2 separate regions of the Bos taurus genome follow, and region 1 is linked to region 2. A link is a contact called in public Hi-C data. All regions are on one chromosome and are shown on one strand. Each heading gives the region's core, a stretch centred on a gene start, on an enhancer-like site or on the middle of the called end of the contact. The rest is flanking DNA. Distances are from core to core; before and after follow the strand shown. Region 1 holds the start of LOC112444593. Region 2 has its middle 12 kb from the start of ENPP6.

What was found. Hi-C and Micro-C count contacts between places; a contact is called where the count stands out from the background.
Region 1: a contact with region 2 is called in a Hi-C map of skeletal muscle, with 4 times the contacts expected there. The contact joins the promoter of LOC112444593 here to the enhancer-like site in region 2. A contact is called at or near these places in 2 of 11 Hi-C or Micro-C datasets (liver and skeletal muscle).

The regions. Positions count from the first base shown.
Region 1 is chr27:14,952,988-14,957,638 of ARS-UCD2.0, reverse strand. LOC112444593 reads right to left here and starts at 2,547. Exons shown (of 3, transcript XM_024986340.2): 1 at 2,421-2,547; 2 at 1,328-1,774. The coding sequence starts at 2,547. IRF2 (interferon regulatory factor 2) reads left to right here and starts at 1,914. Exons shown (of 9, transcript NM_001205793.2): 1 at 1,914-2,085.
Region 2 is chr27:14,851,591-14,856,156 of ARS-UCD2.0, reverse strand. No RefSeq gene overlaps it. Among named protein-coding and RNA genes, the nearest start is that of ENPP6, 12 kb to the right of the region's middle. Within about 2 kb of position 1,661, at least 32 of the 102 cell types and tissues checked have an H3K27ac peak or open chromatin away from gene starts, as enhancers often do. A contact at or near this core is called in liver and skeletal muscle, where this site is marked.

The sequences.
Region 1 (4,651 bases), core at 1,298-3,797, 100 kb before region 2:
CAGTAGCAGGAGATGAGGCTGGAAAAGAGGTCTAATGTCAGATTATAACGGGCTTTTTATGTCTTGAAAATAATATGGACTTTATTCTGAGGGCCGTGGAGAAATTTTTGAGGGGCGGGGTTAGGACTGGAATTGTGCTTCACCTGAAGTTGATTTTCTGCTTAACCTGGATGTTAACCCAGATGAGTTCGAGTTCGAGCCAGAAGCCTAGTCCCCAGGCCACTGCCATAACTCAGTGAAGCTATGCAGAGGGGTGGGAGAGGGGGTGGGGTCAGAGATATCTGGAATCAGTATCAACAGGTCCATATGATGGGTGGTGTGTTGGGAGGAAGGAAAACATTAAGGACCACGGGGTTTCTTACTTGGGGTCCACAGGGTGGGTAAAGACTGACAAAAATTCTGCAGAGTTTGTATATAGTTACTCTAATCATCTATCACAGTCATTGCTTTATGAAATAAGAAAGTGAGTGACTGTAGCAAATAGTATTCTATCAGAGGGGATAAAAAGTAACAGAATATGGCAGATCTATTTCTGGGACCACAGCCACAAAGCAGAATCCTAAACCCGCCCCTCTCCTCACCACATGTGCGTACGTAGATACTTTTACCCGTCTGTAAAGCTCAATACTTCTGTGAAAGAGGACTGCTGGAGCTATGTTTTTAGGTTAAGTGTTTACACATACGTAGCTATGGCCTCCTAGGAATGGACTTCCTGTGTGAGGGGAGAGAGATTTGGGAGAAGGCCAATGAAAAGGCATGTGGGGGAAGGAACAGGTATAACGAGGTCAGAATCTCTATTTTACAGCAAGGGACCCCAAAGTGACAGGTCCCAAGTGAACTGTGTTAGTCTGAGCTAACACCCTTTGAAGGGAACTGGTGCAGCACTCTTGCATTCTCTAAATCATCCCCATTTCAGGGCATTGAGGACTGAGGCCTTAGGTTAAGCAACTTGACTGGGGAATGCCAGGTAGTAAGTTAAAGAGGCCAAATCGGAACCTGGCTGGAAGTACTCCAGTATAAACTTGTCTCCTGGTCCAGCCACAGTGAGACATCTTTCAGGAAAATCCGCTCTTACCCTTGCCCATCTTAGCTGCAGGCAGGGAACTTCTAGGGGAGGGCCTTCCTTATCGCCCCCAGACAGGGTCCCAGACGACAGCAGCCCCTCAAATGGTTACACCCTCAGCTACTGATAAGGGTTTAAATAAGGTTAAGGACGCGTCGCTTGGCCCAGGTAGTGCACTAGTATCTAAGTAATGCTGTCTTGTCAGTTCATTGCTCTTTGTGTTCCTTGGAAGTGGGCAGTGTTACAAAGTGAAGTTTTACTCACTCGGAAAACAGGCTGTAAACACCTGCCCCACCGACGGGATGGCAAGAGCGTTGCTTCCACGAGCCGCCAGCCTCCTCCCTCCTTTCCGACCTTCGGGTCGCCCTTTAGTATGGGGAGTCGGTAGGGTACCTGCTTTCCCCGCCTGCCGCCAACCAGCTGACGCCTGGAGCCCAAGCTGGCGCCCCCGGAGCCCCCCGCCCCCGGACCCCCCGGCTCGAGTGGTTTGAACGCCCGGGTGCGCGGGCAGCACACTCACGAGCAGCCGCTTGTTGCTCCCGCGGCCGCGACGTGGGGAAGTGAAAATGAAATTGACTTTTCTGAGAAATGATGAAAGCGGCGCTGCCCGCCAATGAACGGCGGCGGCGGCGAACTTCCGCACCTCCTGGCCGGGAGGCTCGCGGCCTCCCCCCGCCTGCACCTCCCGGTTGCACAAGCTTGAAACAAACACTGGGGAGGAAGGGCGGAGGGAGGAGGGCGGAGCGGGGTGGGGGGGGGGCGGGGGGAGCGCGGAGGGCGGGCGGGAGCGAGCCAGGCTCTGGGAGGGCGGGGGGCGGGGGGATTTCCAGCCTCGGCGCTTCGCAGTTTCCTCTCCTTGTTTTGCTTTCGATCTGGACTGTTCTCAGGCAAGCCGGGGAGTAACTTTTAGTTTTGCTCCTGCGATTATTCAACTGACGGGCTTTCATTTCCATTTCACACACCTTAGCAACACTTAAGCCTTGCGGAATTGTATTGGTAGCGTGAAAAAAGCACACTGAGAGGTAACATTTTTTTCAAATAATAGTCGGGACTGTGCGTGTGTGTTTTTCTCGAGGGCATGTTTAGGACTGGAGGGGATGTGTGTATGTATGTGTGTGTGTGCGTGCGCGCGCGTCCTGATGGTTTGACACGATGTTTTGCAGACGGAAAATGCTGAGGTTCATAAATATTAATACTGATTTTTGGAGGAACAGTCGGCGCTGTTATGGATCATCTGGTTTTAGGGGAAGCAGGTTCGGTTGCTGCTGCTGCTGCTGCTGCTGCTGCTGCTGAGGCTGCAAGGAGGAGGAGGAGGAGGAGGAGGAGGAGGAGGAGGTTGGTGGAGGTTTAATTTCACTTTTGGATTTGCAGATGCGGAGAGCTGGCTCCATGGACACAGACCTGCTCTGTGCGATCCTGCGCCCCAGGTGGTGTTTGTGGGGGAGCAGGTCCGCTGGAGTCGGGCCTCCTTTTAAAAACAACATGATCGCGTGCATGTGTGTGCGTGTGTGTGTGTGTGTGTGTGTGTTTACAGATGCCGGCGCCACCGGATCCGAAGGACGGGAGCGGGTCGTTCTCTTCGCCCGGCGGCAGCGCCTCTCTCCAGGCAGCCTGTGGCGTAAATAGGCAGGAACCCGCCGTTCGCCCGCAGCCTGCGCCCCGCGCCCGGGCCGGGAGAGGCGCCTCCCGCCGCGGCCGAAGGAAACTTGATGGGGCGCCGGGGGCGGTCCCCGGGGCTCGCCCACCCTCGGGGCTCGGGGAAGGGTCGCGGGCATCGGGTGCCAGCGGCCGGGGGCCGGGCGGGCGGGCTCCGATCGGGGCTGCGCGCGGGGCCTGGCCGGCGCGCCCGGCTTCCTGGGGGCTGGGCCGCTGCCGCCACCGCCCGGGAGGGACGCGGCGTCCTCCTTCCCGCCGGCCAGTGTCTGGCCTGGCCCTGGGGCTTTGTCGCTGCACTTGTCCCCGCGCGGGGCTGGAGGTGGTGGGGCTCGGGCGGCGAGTCCCGGGAGGGGTCAGCGGTCCGGGCCGCGGCCTAGCGCCGGGCGCCTCCGGGTCCCCGCGGGCGCCCCCCGGGCCGGCCTCGCGCGCTCGGCCTGACCCGCCTCGGCTACGGAGCGGGCAAGGTGGGGGCGGGGAGCCTCTGGGGACCGAGCGGCGCCCCGCTGGCAGGCCCGGGGCTGGGGGTGCCGGCGTCCCCTGGGGGTTCCGGGGCGCGGGCGGCGGCGGGGTGGGGACGCGAGTGCCCGCCCCGCGCCCTCCGACCCCGCTCGGGGCGCAGAGTGGCATTCGCCAGCCGGCCGAACGTGGTTGGTGCAAAGCCGTGGCCGCCACTTCCTTTCCGCCTCGCGGGCCGGGCTCGCCCACCAAGCGATGCCCGCCGCGGCCCATCGTGGCGCCCGGCCGCTCGCTGTGCCAGGGAGCCGGCTCTGAGAGGGGTCGGGCAGTCTTTTGCAAGTTGGAAGGGTTTCAGGACGCAGCTCACCTCCCCCCACCTCCCCCCCAGGACGCACCGGCATCTCAGTTTGGGCCCCAGGTGTGGCTGCGTGGGGCTGCGCCCTCACCCCCTTACCCCTTTAGAGGGGAAGAAGCGGAAAGGAGGCAGGCAGCCTGAGCCGGGCGCATAAACAGCCTTCCGGGCACCTGGCGAGGCGCCGAGGTCAGCCGGTGTCGGCGGGACCCCTGGTCATCGCTGTAAATGTGACCCTTGGCACTGGCAGTGGAGGTGGCCACGTACTGGCGGCGTGGTTTTCGGTCGTCTTTGCCACTAAAGGATAGTGTTTGGAACTTGGGGACATTTTCCCCGCTTCCTCCCTCTCCTGCCTCCTCCCTCCAGTGTGGGCAACGGTAATGCGCCCGGTCCTCTGTTCAGAGGAGTGCTGGCATCTTCCCTCTGCCACCGGCCTCCCCGTCGCTGTGACTCGGTCTGCTTTTGATGAATGGCGAGGGAGGGTGGAGGAGAGTTATATTTCCTGTTGTGGATTTTCAGGAATCACCAAAGTTGCTGTCAAGCCTGCATTCGTTTATGAGTTTTCAGACCGACTGCAGATAACATTGAGGACTCAGCAGCGTGCGCTTTGCTTTTTGGTGCTTAAGGGCAGGTACAGAGAAGGGCCTGGCGACAATCTGGAAGGGAAGGTAGATGGTCTTGACGTTAGGCAGATGCAAGCTCCTTGCCACGACCTGGAAGGTCCATTCATGCACCCGCACTCAGGATTTTCTCTCCCCACCCCATCACTCCTTTTTCGGAGAGGGAAAGGACAAAATCCTGAAAAAACTTGTGTTTTCTAAGAAAACTTCAGTAGCTGGAATATTGAGGATTTCATTTGGTATTTTTTAATACCTTGGAAAATGTATTGATTGATGGGGCAAAGTCCAGAATTTCACTATAATTAGTGAATGGTTATAATTTATAACAGCCTGTTGTGTTAAGAAGTTAGATTTTGGCCTCCTGGATCCAAGTTCTTGTCTATTCTGATTTGTAACTGCTTCTTAATATTAAACATCTACATTTTTCATTCTCAATGAGTTGGGTTTTTTTTCTTTTGTCCTTCAAAAGTTAGAGATAATTCTGCACACTTCAGACTTACTTAC
Region 2 (4,566 bases), core at 412-2,911:
TGGAGCAATTATGAATCTCTCTCTCTGGAAGGCTTGAAAAAAAATGGATCCATTAAACTTGGTTGACATTGGGGCTTATTAAAGGCCAGAGGAGGAAAGAATCAGGGAGGTAATTCTCACTGTGAGGCCCCTGGCTGGGGAAGCTACACCTACAGAGGAAATATTTGCTCACTAGTTGGTTCAGCAAATCACCATGCTGACACACCTATCTGCTACCAAGGTCCAGAAGCTGGTACGGTGAGAAGGGGAGAATCAGGTTGGCCTTTGTGTTCTAAAGGAAGGACATGAATGGAGTACAGTGCACCTTGACCTTCCGTTAACACGGCAGAGCGGTGTTCTCCACGATCCACTGAAATCCCATCGTCCCTCCGCATCTGCAAACCCATCAGGCGGTGTTTTTCCATGGACCTTATTCCAGCACAATGCTCTGGAGAAAAGCTTGGGAAGCCGACACTAGTTCAATACAGTACAGGATGGGGGCCTGGGGGACGGAGAGGAAAGAAAAGGACTCATATGCTTTTGAAAAATCATTGCCAAAAGATAAGCTTGTTTATGCAACCTCCAGCATGGGTGGGGGCAGGGAGGACTCTGTGCCACCAGGACTAAAGAAAGAACTTTAGTCAGCAAATAAATACACAGTTCATACAAGCCAGCGGGTAGGAAAAGGACTGAGTCTGTGAATTGTCCGAGATAAATAATTTTTGAAGGCAGATTTAAGGAGAGGTGTCTGACTTAATTTCGTTGGTATGGAGTGATGATTTGGAGTCTACATTCACAAGAAAGACAATTCATCTCATGAAGCACCAGACTACAAACCGCGGTCTCTTCATAGACCCTGATCAGTGGATTCAAATGGTGATGTCCTACATCCTGGGGGCCAGATGGCTCTGCTGCTGGCTTCACACCAACCTCTGGGTAACAGAGCCTTGCCATCAGGGAAGCTGGGTAGGCATTGAGGCCAACTAGGGGGAATATGAAATGAGTCAGTCATTCTGTGAGTCCTGGCTGTTACCAGGAAGTGATCTAAAAAAAAAAAGAGAGAATAAATATGCATATCGAAAGCTGGAACAGAGATCTTGTACTGAAAGGCTGTTTGGAGTAGTTCATTCACTTCAAGGTATGAAAACCCACCTTCTCTCTGTGTGGAGACACTGAAAGCTGGCTGGTTTGGGGCTCTGCGTGTGACCAGATGGTGCCCGGGGACCACTTCCAGATGGGGCAAGCTCCAGGGGAGGAAGCCTTTACTTGAATGAAAAGCAGAGACTTTACTGAAAGTTTCTCAGTGACAAGCTTTCCATCATTAGTGGCCAGGAGGCAAGTTCCAAAACCCTCCTTAAGGGAAACTTGAAGAGATCCAAAGACATGGTCCTAAAGCCTGGGGAATTCATCCCGAGGCGGATGGACACAGCGGCAACCTACAGCGTTTGGGTGTGGGACTCACATCCAGCCACAGGCAGGGTTTTCTCAGCAGAGGGCGACACACTGGCTCTGGGTTGGGGGGCACCTCTCCCAGGAAGATCCCGGCCAGAGGGGATGGTCTAGGGTGTCTGAATATCCAGATGACTGCTGATGACATTGGACGAAGGTCGGGGTAGGACACCATGAGACAGACCTCTGATTAAGACTAAAACGTTGGCTGAATGCTTATGTGCGAATTTTATTTTTAAGTTGTGACTTCCTTCCTGTCTTTTGTGGCCAGTGCCTGAGCTGGAGGAGGGAGAGTTGTTATCACTCTGCAAGAGAAGTTTCCCCAACATTCTGGGTAGATTCTTGAGGCAATAGACATCTGACCCCTGCGGAGAACTACTGCAGGTCACCGGAGCCCTCCACCGCCCCACCCCAGGCACAGGCCCATGGGCCCAGAGACAGAATATTATATGCACATCTCTCTGTCCATTTCTCTTCAGAGACCCCAAAGGAGTGCGAGAAGCTAATTTCTGCAGCAGCGTTTGCTGTCCCACAGCTGAAAGAGGAACTAAAATTGAAGGCAGAATAGTGACATTTTGAAAATGCATATGGAGTTCACTGAGCTGTCTCAGCTTAGAAGTCTTTCAAAGCTTCTAAGAAATCACCACTAGGGATATATTGTTTTCAGACCCTTAGGATGATCTGTCTGGTAGCTGGTGTAAAATTGAAAAATTGTCCGGGAAACATTATTGACTTTTTGATCAGCTGCTGAAAATATGGTAGATGTGAAACTCCAAAAGTTGCACCAGATTCCTCGCCGGAAGGAAACCTCTTCTGAATTGCTTCCCAGTGATGGGTTTTCATAACATGGTGTTTAAAACCATTTTTCTGTAAATGATATCTACGTAGAAGGGAAGACTAGGCTAAAACAGCATATTTTATCACCTCAGATCATCTCATTTTCTCTCTCATTCCTGGATTCTGAGTTCTGTTTGGCTTAAATGTGTAAAGCTTTCGACCATGAAGATATCTCACAGAACTGGGTCAGGAGGACAAAGTGTTGAGATAGACGGAGTTTTTAGCCAGCAGTTTCCCAATAGCACAAGATTTCCATTTTTTTTTTTTTTCTTTCTCATTCTTCTTCAGAGGAGAGCAATGTGTGTGGGGTGAGGACCTGACTACAGGGCTGCCCAGGCAGGAAACACTGTCTCAGATCATGAAATTTTAAAAAGAAGAGATTTTAGAAAATGATATATATATTTATGGTTTGCTTCTTTCATTTTGTTCGATGCCACAGGCTTCATGCTTTGTGGCTGTGTGAAACATTGCGAATCCCAAAGTGAACCCATGAAATCAACTTTAGTGGTCACTCTTTTCCTAAAATGATGAGGATTTTTTTTAGAAAAAAAAAAAAAAGGTTTGTGTGTTTTTTCAGTTGATCAGAAGATATTTATAGACCCTCCCCTGGGTGCAGAGTGATGTAATGGGTCCTGAGGGAAAGCAATTAAAGAGCAGGCTTGGGATCTGACCAGCTGTATTTACAACCTTTTGAAAGAGGAGGTCTCATGTGTCATGTAAGACACTTGCCCCTTGGAGCCCAGCAGATCGGGGTGCAGACAGAAGGAGGGGGAGCCCAGGGACCCACTGTGGGGGAGATCAACAGAAACCCCAAATTCAAACTTATACTGTGTTCTGGGAAAAATAATAAAAGCAAGTGACCCAGGCCTCTCTCAACCTCTGAGAGATACTGGCAGGGAGAGGGGACACAAGCGGAAAGACGGCTGTGACGAGTGGTGACGATCACAGCCCCTGCTCTGTTGCCACTCCTGTCCCAACCAGTCATTCAGCTCTCGTCTTCTTCTGCCCAGCCCTCTTCCTGCTCTTTACATGCTTGGGAGTTATCTCAAGGTAGATCTAGAGGCTGCGGGTGTTATGGAAATAATTTGGCTTTGGAGTAAGTCAGGCCTGGGTTCAGATTCTCTGACTGTCCCATTTATAATGTTGGACTTTATTTTCCTACTCTGAAAAATGGGTGCACCCACCCCTAGCAGTCAGAGTAGTTAGGAAGACTACAGTGGATTCTGTGTGCGAACACACAGCGTGGCGCCTGGCCCAGGACAGAGGCTTGGTGAAGATTACTTGTCTCTCAGCCCTGAGAGGGATGGCCAGTCACTGGGGTTCACCCATATTGATGTGCGGGTGGAATAGACTGGGCATGGAAACTGGTTGTGTTGCTGACTAGATGCGAGGTCCCCAGTGTCCCTGTTTCTAAGGAAACCAAAATGATTCAACTGGTGTTTTGCAAAGAGGAGTGTGACACGCAAGTTATTACCAGCATTGACATATTTCCTGCCAATCCCAAGGAAGAAAGGAGTAAATGGCCGAGAAGAAGAGCGGTTTGGTCATCAGATGGTTAAATGTGGTGAGGTAATGTTCTGTTAGAGGTTTTGAAACATTCAACCTATGTTCTCTTTGCTTCAGATAGACCGGAGTAGAAAGCATCTGGAGATACATGCACATCTGTGGGAAACACCTGTGTGTGTGGAGGAACCAGCACCCTGCTGTTCCTCTATAGTCTCTCAGTTCCATTCCCACCTCCTTGTCCTTCTCTATAGAGGGGATGGAAGCCTGCAAACCACATTTCCCAGATCCCCCAGCCAGCTGGCTTCCCAGTGAGCTCTACCAATGGCAGACACTGGTGGGAGACTGGAAGGTGAGTGGAAGGAAGAAGCCAATTAAAAAAAAAAAATTTTTTTTGCTGAAGTCTTTGGCAGTGGCAGCAGCAACAGCAGTGGGTGATGTGGGTTTGTGCTTAGGTAGTTGAATTTCAGCAGTGGAGGCAGTGACGCTCCTAGACCCCGGCTCTGGAAGCAGCAGGATCATGACGGGCAAGTGTGGATGGGAATTCAGCCTCCTGGCTTCTTGAGAGATGTTCCAAGAATAATAGCAGTGGAGCAGTGACTATATGAGCAGCCTCAGCCACAAACAATGGTGCATTCTGGATAAGGCCTTTTTTTCCCCTCAATACTACTTTTTCTTTTTTTTTCCTTGGTCAGCTCTAGGATGCTGCTCGCTTCCTGCAGTTACTAATCTCTGAGTGATCTCAGCTTCTCTCTTTTTTTCTCCGGCCCTTCAAAACATTTATAGCTGATTTCTTAT